Regions from separate parts of the Mus musculus genome. Here region 1 is linked to region 2. Evidence: chromatin contacts called from public promoter capture Hi-C data. All regions are on one chromosome and are shown on one strand. Each heading gives the region's core, a stretch centred on a gene start, on an enhancer-like site or on the middle of the called end of the contact. The rest is flanking DNA. Distances are from core to core; before and after follow the strand shown.

The links. Promoter capture Hi-C pulls out the DNA fragments that hold promoters and counts their contacts.
Region 1: a promoter capture Hi-C map of embryonic stem cells shows a contact between it and region 2, with 2.0 times the contacts expected there. The contact joins the promoter of Gbp4 here to the promoter of Spp1 in region 2. A contact is called at or near these places in 1 of 39 promoter capture datasets (embryonic stem cells) and 1 of 115 datasets of contacts at active chromatin or transcription factors (embryonic stem cells).

Annotation. Positions count from the first base shown.
Region 1 is chr5:105,137,815-105,141,033 of GRCm38.p6, reverse strand. Gbp4 (guanylate binding protein 4) reads left to right here and starts at 1,448. Exons shown (of 12, transcript NM_001359079.1): 1 at 1,448-1,554; 2 at 2,217-2,315. The coding sequence starts at 2,301.
Region 2 is chr5:104,433,295-104,436,497 of GRCm38.p6, reverse strand. It overlaps Spp1 (secreted phosphoprotein 1), which reads right to left and starts at 1,387. Exons shown (of 7, transcript NM_009263.3): 1 at 1,302-1,387; 2 at 56-123. The coding sequence starts at 109. RefSeq lists enhancers at 500-536, 286-605, 1,417-1,463, 2,081-2,089, 2,094-2,121, promoters at 1,301-2,291, 1,342-2,822, 1,365-3,203 and a cis regulatory region at 2,771-2,785.

The DNA of each region.
Region 1 (3,219 bases), core at 199-2,698, 700 kb before region 2:
GCAAGTGTTAGAGGCAGCCCTGCTCCTGCTGCTCCCCTCAATCCTGTCTCAGAAGTGCCACTCAACTGACAAGAGCTCCAGACCAGAGACTCCCCTGGCCTTAGTGGCATCCAAGAACCTGCTGACATGAACTTCTTCCCAGTCCTGGTGTGGACTCTTGTGTGAGTTCTACCTGGGCCTGCAAATAGGTGGCCATGCAGAGCTAACAGATGAATAGGGGGAGAGTTCACTGAAGTAGAATTAAGGTACCAGTTTACCTCCATGCTGCTGTCCTGCTCCTTTGTCCCTTTATCACTCTGAGTTCTGCACCAAATGTCTAGGAGAGTAAATTAAGGACCCTGAAGCTAGGTGCCTGGATATGGCCCAGTCTCCAATGGGTACTTCCTTCTTTAATCCTTCCTGTGAAAACACAATAGATCACTCTGCAGCCCCACCCAACACCCTCGCTTTGTGTTTCATCCTTTACAAATAGTATTCAATCTCCCATCAGAGACAAAGTTCAGATCCCAAACTGGCTGCCTTCCTAAGGGCTCAGAAAATAAAGCTTTCATTTTTAAGCTTCCATCTCAGAAGTGAGTTTTCTTAGCTTCTACCCTGAACACAACTCCTACTTACTATTCTTTAATTACTTCTTTGAAAACAGTTTTTAGATGGACTGTTGTGTTTTCTGAAAAAGAAAAAAGAAGCCAGGGATATGTGTGGTGGAGGCGGGGTATGGTGAGGTGGAAGGTGGTGTCTCTGAGGGCTCCTGCTGAGGCATCCTTTCCTCCTGAAGTACCAGCCACACAATTGTATAGTATAGAATAGAGTTTATTTAAGACATGGAGAGTGGAATTTGAGAGGGTAGTAGAGACAAAGAAAGGGGAACAGAGAGAGGGAGGAGGAAGCAGGGAGAGGACTGGAGAAGGAAAGAGGGTAAGAAAGGAAGAGAGGACTATCTGAGCAAGAGAGATAGAGATAGATAGATAGAGAGAGAGAGAGAGAGAGAGAGAGAGAGAGAGAGAGGGAGGGAGGGAGGGAGAGGGGACAGTGATGGTTCCTGTTTTAGAAAACACAGGTTTAAAACATTAAAGCTCTTCACTCAAAAAGCACCTGGAATTTCCCCTGAGAGAAGCACACGTGCAATCCTCCCAGATTGTGTCATTTACACTGATGGGGGCCTGGGTTTACTGTGCTTTATCTGTGCCTAGAAGGCTGGAGGAAACTGGAGATGGGTTCCAAAGAAAGAGAATGTAAATACTTTCCACAGTGGAAGCCTGCTGTCCCTTGGCTGCAACAGAGTATCTCACTGACTTTTCTGACACTAAGCATCCTCTGACCTCCCCTTCCAGTCTTGGCCAAGTTAACAATGCCTTGGTTTACTTTACTTTCAGTTTTGTTTTTGCTGCATCCTGTGTGAGTGTGTGTGTGTGTGTGTGTGTATGTGTGTGTGTGTGTGTGTGGTCAGCGCACATAAAAGAGGAGCAAAGAGAGCAGGAAGTGAGGAGAGCAGAAGTGAGCCTGAGGAGGCAGCAGCAGCTGAGAACTGCACTTGGACCTGTGCTGTGGGACCAGGTATATTTAATATTTACTTTTCCTTTCTTTAAGGAGCAACTTAGTCTGGACCTCAGCTTGATTTCCAAGTCAAAGGGGCAACTGAGGGAGGGGGAAGGGAGGCAGGTTCTGTGCTCTCTGGTCTGCAGGGGGCTGTGGCTGGCTTTAGGTCTAGGAGGTGAGTTTCTTTCCTCTGACAAAGGACAGATACAAAGTTGTAGCCTGACACAGCTGGCTGCCCTGCTCTGTTAGACACACTATGGGAAGAGCTCTGGTCCTTCCTCAGCTGGGACCACAGCAACAGCTCCTGCCCTGGTTCACAGGCAACTGTTGTCAAAGGAACATGTAGGAACCTTGTGCGGAAAATTCAGCACTTGACCTTGGCAAATATTTTTTGGAAATAAACTTAGTTTGTACCTCATCATCTTTTTAAGTTTAGTAAGTAGTCAAGCTCTGTCTTGGTGTTTAGGGTTTGTGTGTGTGTGTGTGTGTGTGTGTGTGTCTGTGTGTCTGTGTGTGTGTGTGTGTGTGTGTGTGATGTAGAGATCACATGGGCTCTCTGCATTTTGTTTGGGCTGCTCTTCTTATCTCATTAAAGGGATTAAGCTGCAGAGAGACAGTGTTGTGGAATCTGTGACTTCTGGGGATTGACACATTCTCTGTCCTTGGCATAATGTCCTCAGGCTCATCTGGGACTGGAGTGCAGAGGAGGGGAGGCAAGTTATGTGTTGTCTGACCTGCAGAGGTCTGTGGCTGGCTTTAAGTCTATGAAGGTCTACAAGGTAGTGTACAGTAGTTAATTTTATTCTCTTCTCTGGCTGAATAATATACAATTTGGTGTGCCATCACATTGTGGTGGGAAACTGGGCTTAATCCACATTGTGGGTATTGTGAACACAGCTACCATGATCATTAAAGATCAAAGGTCCATCCAAGTCCTTTTTGCTAGTTTGTGCTGAAATCAAAGAAGAGCTGTTAGATCAAATGTAACTTTCCATTGTCTTAGAAACCAGGATTGTTTCTCATGAGGAAATATTCTGTGTTCTTAGCTGCAGAGTACAGACACCGGAGTTGTTTAAATTCTGGGTTACATGGATTTGTTTTCCCATTGTGTGGTAGCTGTCCTGATGAGTATGAAGTGATGCCTTGTGGTTTGATTTGGACTTCCTCAATGTTTGTCACAGGGACTGAAGAATTATTGAGGAACAATACCATGTAGCTCTTAAAATAACCTAGTTTGTGCTTAAACTGCAAAGATCAGCAAAACTAAGCAGGTAATTTCAAATAATATATATGTTAGCCCAAAGCAAGCCTTAGCCTCAGTAAGCTCTAAGAAGCCAAATCACACATGATCATGTGACTATAGACTCTTACACCTGGTCCCTCAGCATGGCAAAACAGAAATCATATAATGAAAAGTTTCTTCATTTTGCAACCAATGTTTCCCTAATACATTCTGTAATGGGAACAGAGACACTTCAGCATTCACTCTGGTACTTCACAGTTTGTACATTCTATCTTTTTCAGATAATTTTTTTAATTTAAATTTTTTTGTACAAAGTGATTAGCAATAATGAATATGATCTTGTGTGCTCATGGATGTTTGTAAGCCTTCTCTGCAGAAATAAGCACCCAGTGATTTTCTCTGTTTAGAAATGAGTTATCTGTGATGAGTTGTATTGCTAT
Region 2 (3,203 bases), core at 138-2,637:
AAAGCTAAAATTCATTTGTTTTCAAGAATTCTCTCTAAGATTCAGCTGTACTCACCGGGAGGGAGGAGGCAATGCCAAACAGGCAAAAGCAAATCACTGCCAATCTCATGGTCGTAGTTAGTCCTGCAACATATTTTATGAGGCACAGTTGATGTCTTGTCAGGTTCAAACACACTCTTGGCACCACTAGATCACCACCAAGTCACCAATAATTTATGGAATCTTTCTACATCTCAGAGAAAATTTCAGTGAGTCAATATTTGTGTGCCTTTTCTACCTCTCCACCTCTCATCCTTAGCAAGGAAAAGGGCAATTTCACAACTCTATTCATCCAAACTTTACGTCTGGAGTCTCAGAGCTTATGCCCCCACTATCTGATGTCTCTAGAGCTCCACACCAAGATTTGTTTCACAGTAATCGAGTAATTAAAGCAACGAACTACCATGAGAGTACTTTCTGCAAGGAAGAAAAAGAGAAAATAGAATGATAAAAGAAAATTGCTTTTTCCATTTGCATTTCAAATGTGATTTTAACTTACATTATACAAAGCTGAAAGAAACAAAGATATCTTTGAATTTGAGTAAGATGTTCTATTTGGACTAATAATAATAATAATAACAACAACAATAATAATAATAATAAAAATAAAACACTGAGAGCAGGCAACAGCTTTTCTGTGCATGTTGATGAGTCTGTGTTATCACACAGGGACCTTAGTGAAAACTGTAAAAGCCAAGTGCAGAAGCGAGAAATTAAGGAAGGTTCTCTTTTGAAGTGAGACAGTTTTCTAAAAATAACTGTATCTGGTTTATATTAATATAGAGGATCCTCCTTTACTGGTCTCCACAGTCATCCAGCCACTTTAAAATGATGCAGACATTTGTTCCAAAGATACATAGAACTTTACAATGTGTGTGTGACAGGAGAGAGAGGGAGAGAGGGAGAGAGGGAGAGAGAGAGAGAGGAGGGAGAGAGAGAGGAAGAGAGAGGAGGGAGAGAGAGAGGAGGGAGAGAGGGAGAGAGAGGAAGAGAGAGAGGGAGAGAAAGAGAGAAAGAGAGAGAGAGATTACTAGCAGATCTCTCTCTCTCCTTTAGAGGACCAACTAGATTTATTTTAACTTCTACATCCAACTGGCTTTGAAAATACCGGGAAACCTGCAATGTACCTGACCAGCTTATTCAAAAAGACCAGAACAGCACGAGTCTGACTAACAAATACGACTGTTGAAAGAATGTTCTCTGGACTCACCCTCAGAATTCAGCCAGGAGAACTGCAGCCTCATGGGCCACTGCAGGCTTACCTTGGCTGGTTTCCTCCGAGAATGCCTGCCGCAGAAGACTGCAAACCCAAGCAAGGATGCTTCTTCAGTGTGAGCTGCTGGTGGCTCAGACCTCCCAGAATTTAAATGCTGGTCCAGACAGTCTCCACCAATCAGGAGGTGGAGTGATGTGTCATGAGGTTTTTGCCACTACCCGGCCCACCTGCTCCTACACTTCCTCCTCTGGTTTTGTGGTTAAAAAAAAAAAAAAGGAAGAAAAGGAAACACACACAAAGCATTACTGATGAACGATGTCATTAACTACCCTTTTCATTTATAGACTGCATTTAGAATCCCGGAAGAGCATCAGGGATCCATAAGGAAAGGAAGAGTAGATCACCCTCACAGAGACTTTGTTTATAGTTACTGAATTAGTAGAAAAACATCAATGGGGATGAAAGGTATGGATTCTCCTATCTAAGTTACAGATAAAGGCCACATGGATACACAATTTGATTCTCTCAGACTTACTTAAATCTAGAAAACTGCTGTCTCGGCAGAACTTTCAGACCCTCCCTTTTGCCTTTGTATTCGGTAGCTTAGGTTGGCCGGGCCACAGTGGCTCTGTTTTGTACTCCGGAAGATCACCATGAATTTGAGGCTAGCCTCGGCTCCATACTGTGTTCCAGGTCAGTTGGGGCAACAGAAAGTGAGACCCTCTCACAAAAGAAACAAAACCTCACAACAAAACGAAACAAAGTAACAACTCAGTTTTGACACTTGAGCTATGCAGCCGCTTGCTCTTTGTGCAAACCACACAGTGACCCTGAATTCCTCTCCTGCCTCCACTGACCTTTAGAGACGTGAACCTCGTGAACCTTGTTGCTCTGTTGGAGCAGCTGGGAGTGATGGTTCTGATGCTATCTAAACTATAATGGCCATATAGAGCAGAAGAGGTGGTTACTCCAGATAGAGCCCGCCTAAGCAAGCAGTTTGTGAGACTGGAATGCTTGCTGGGTGGGGAAGCTGCAGGAGCCAGACTGCCTTTCAGTCCTTCTGTAAGCAGTGCCAGGTGTGACCTTGGGCAAGTCACTTAGTCTATCTACAGGACAATGGATTAGTGTAAGTGCAGTTGATAGCACTTCACATTTTGCAATGCTCCTTCCCCCACATGTTAAAGAACGTGTATATTTTAACTATTACAGAAATCTTCAGCAGAGGCAAGGAGCTGAAATTTGTAATGCCTTTGAATTGATCTTTAAGCTGTACACGTTAAAGGGTTCTCTGAATATTTTTTTAAAGACACAGCTTATATTTCTGAATTATCTTTTTTGAGTTTTATTTCCTGGAATATATAAGGTTGGCTACTTAAAAAGATTTTAAAATTTGTATTAACAAAACGTTACTGAATAGTTAAGAGGTATTCAAATGAGATAAAATTATAGGTGAAGCAGACTTCTTTAAATATTTAATACTGCCCTGCAGTTACTTCCTTTCTTTTCCCGAAATGGAGAACACAGGCTTATTACCTTACATCTCCAATGTAAGAGGCATGCAGAAATTGAGATTAAAGTTAAGTCAAACCTTTGTTGTATTAGATATTAGTGCTACTTGCCAAACCCTGCTTTTAATATGAATATAGGTTAAGTAATCTTCTACAGAGTTAGAGTAAGTAGCACAAAACTGTTTTGAGCATTTGGGTTATCTCTTGATAGATGTGTTCTAAATGAATTAATATTATTACTTTGAAGGTCCTTAGCACACACTTTATTAAGATGACTCCTATGACTATCAAATATAAATCACACAGGTTTTTAACGTTGTAAAAACAGACTCCTTATTTCTTTTAAAAGAAAAAAACCTAACAACAAGCGTTTTTGCCCTTTAAGCACAACACCCACTGGAGTTTGTGTTTTCAGTGTTGTTCAGGGAAATTCCACAAAT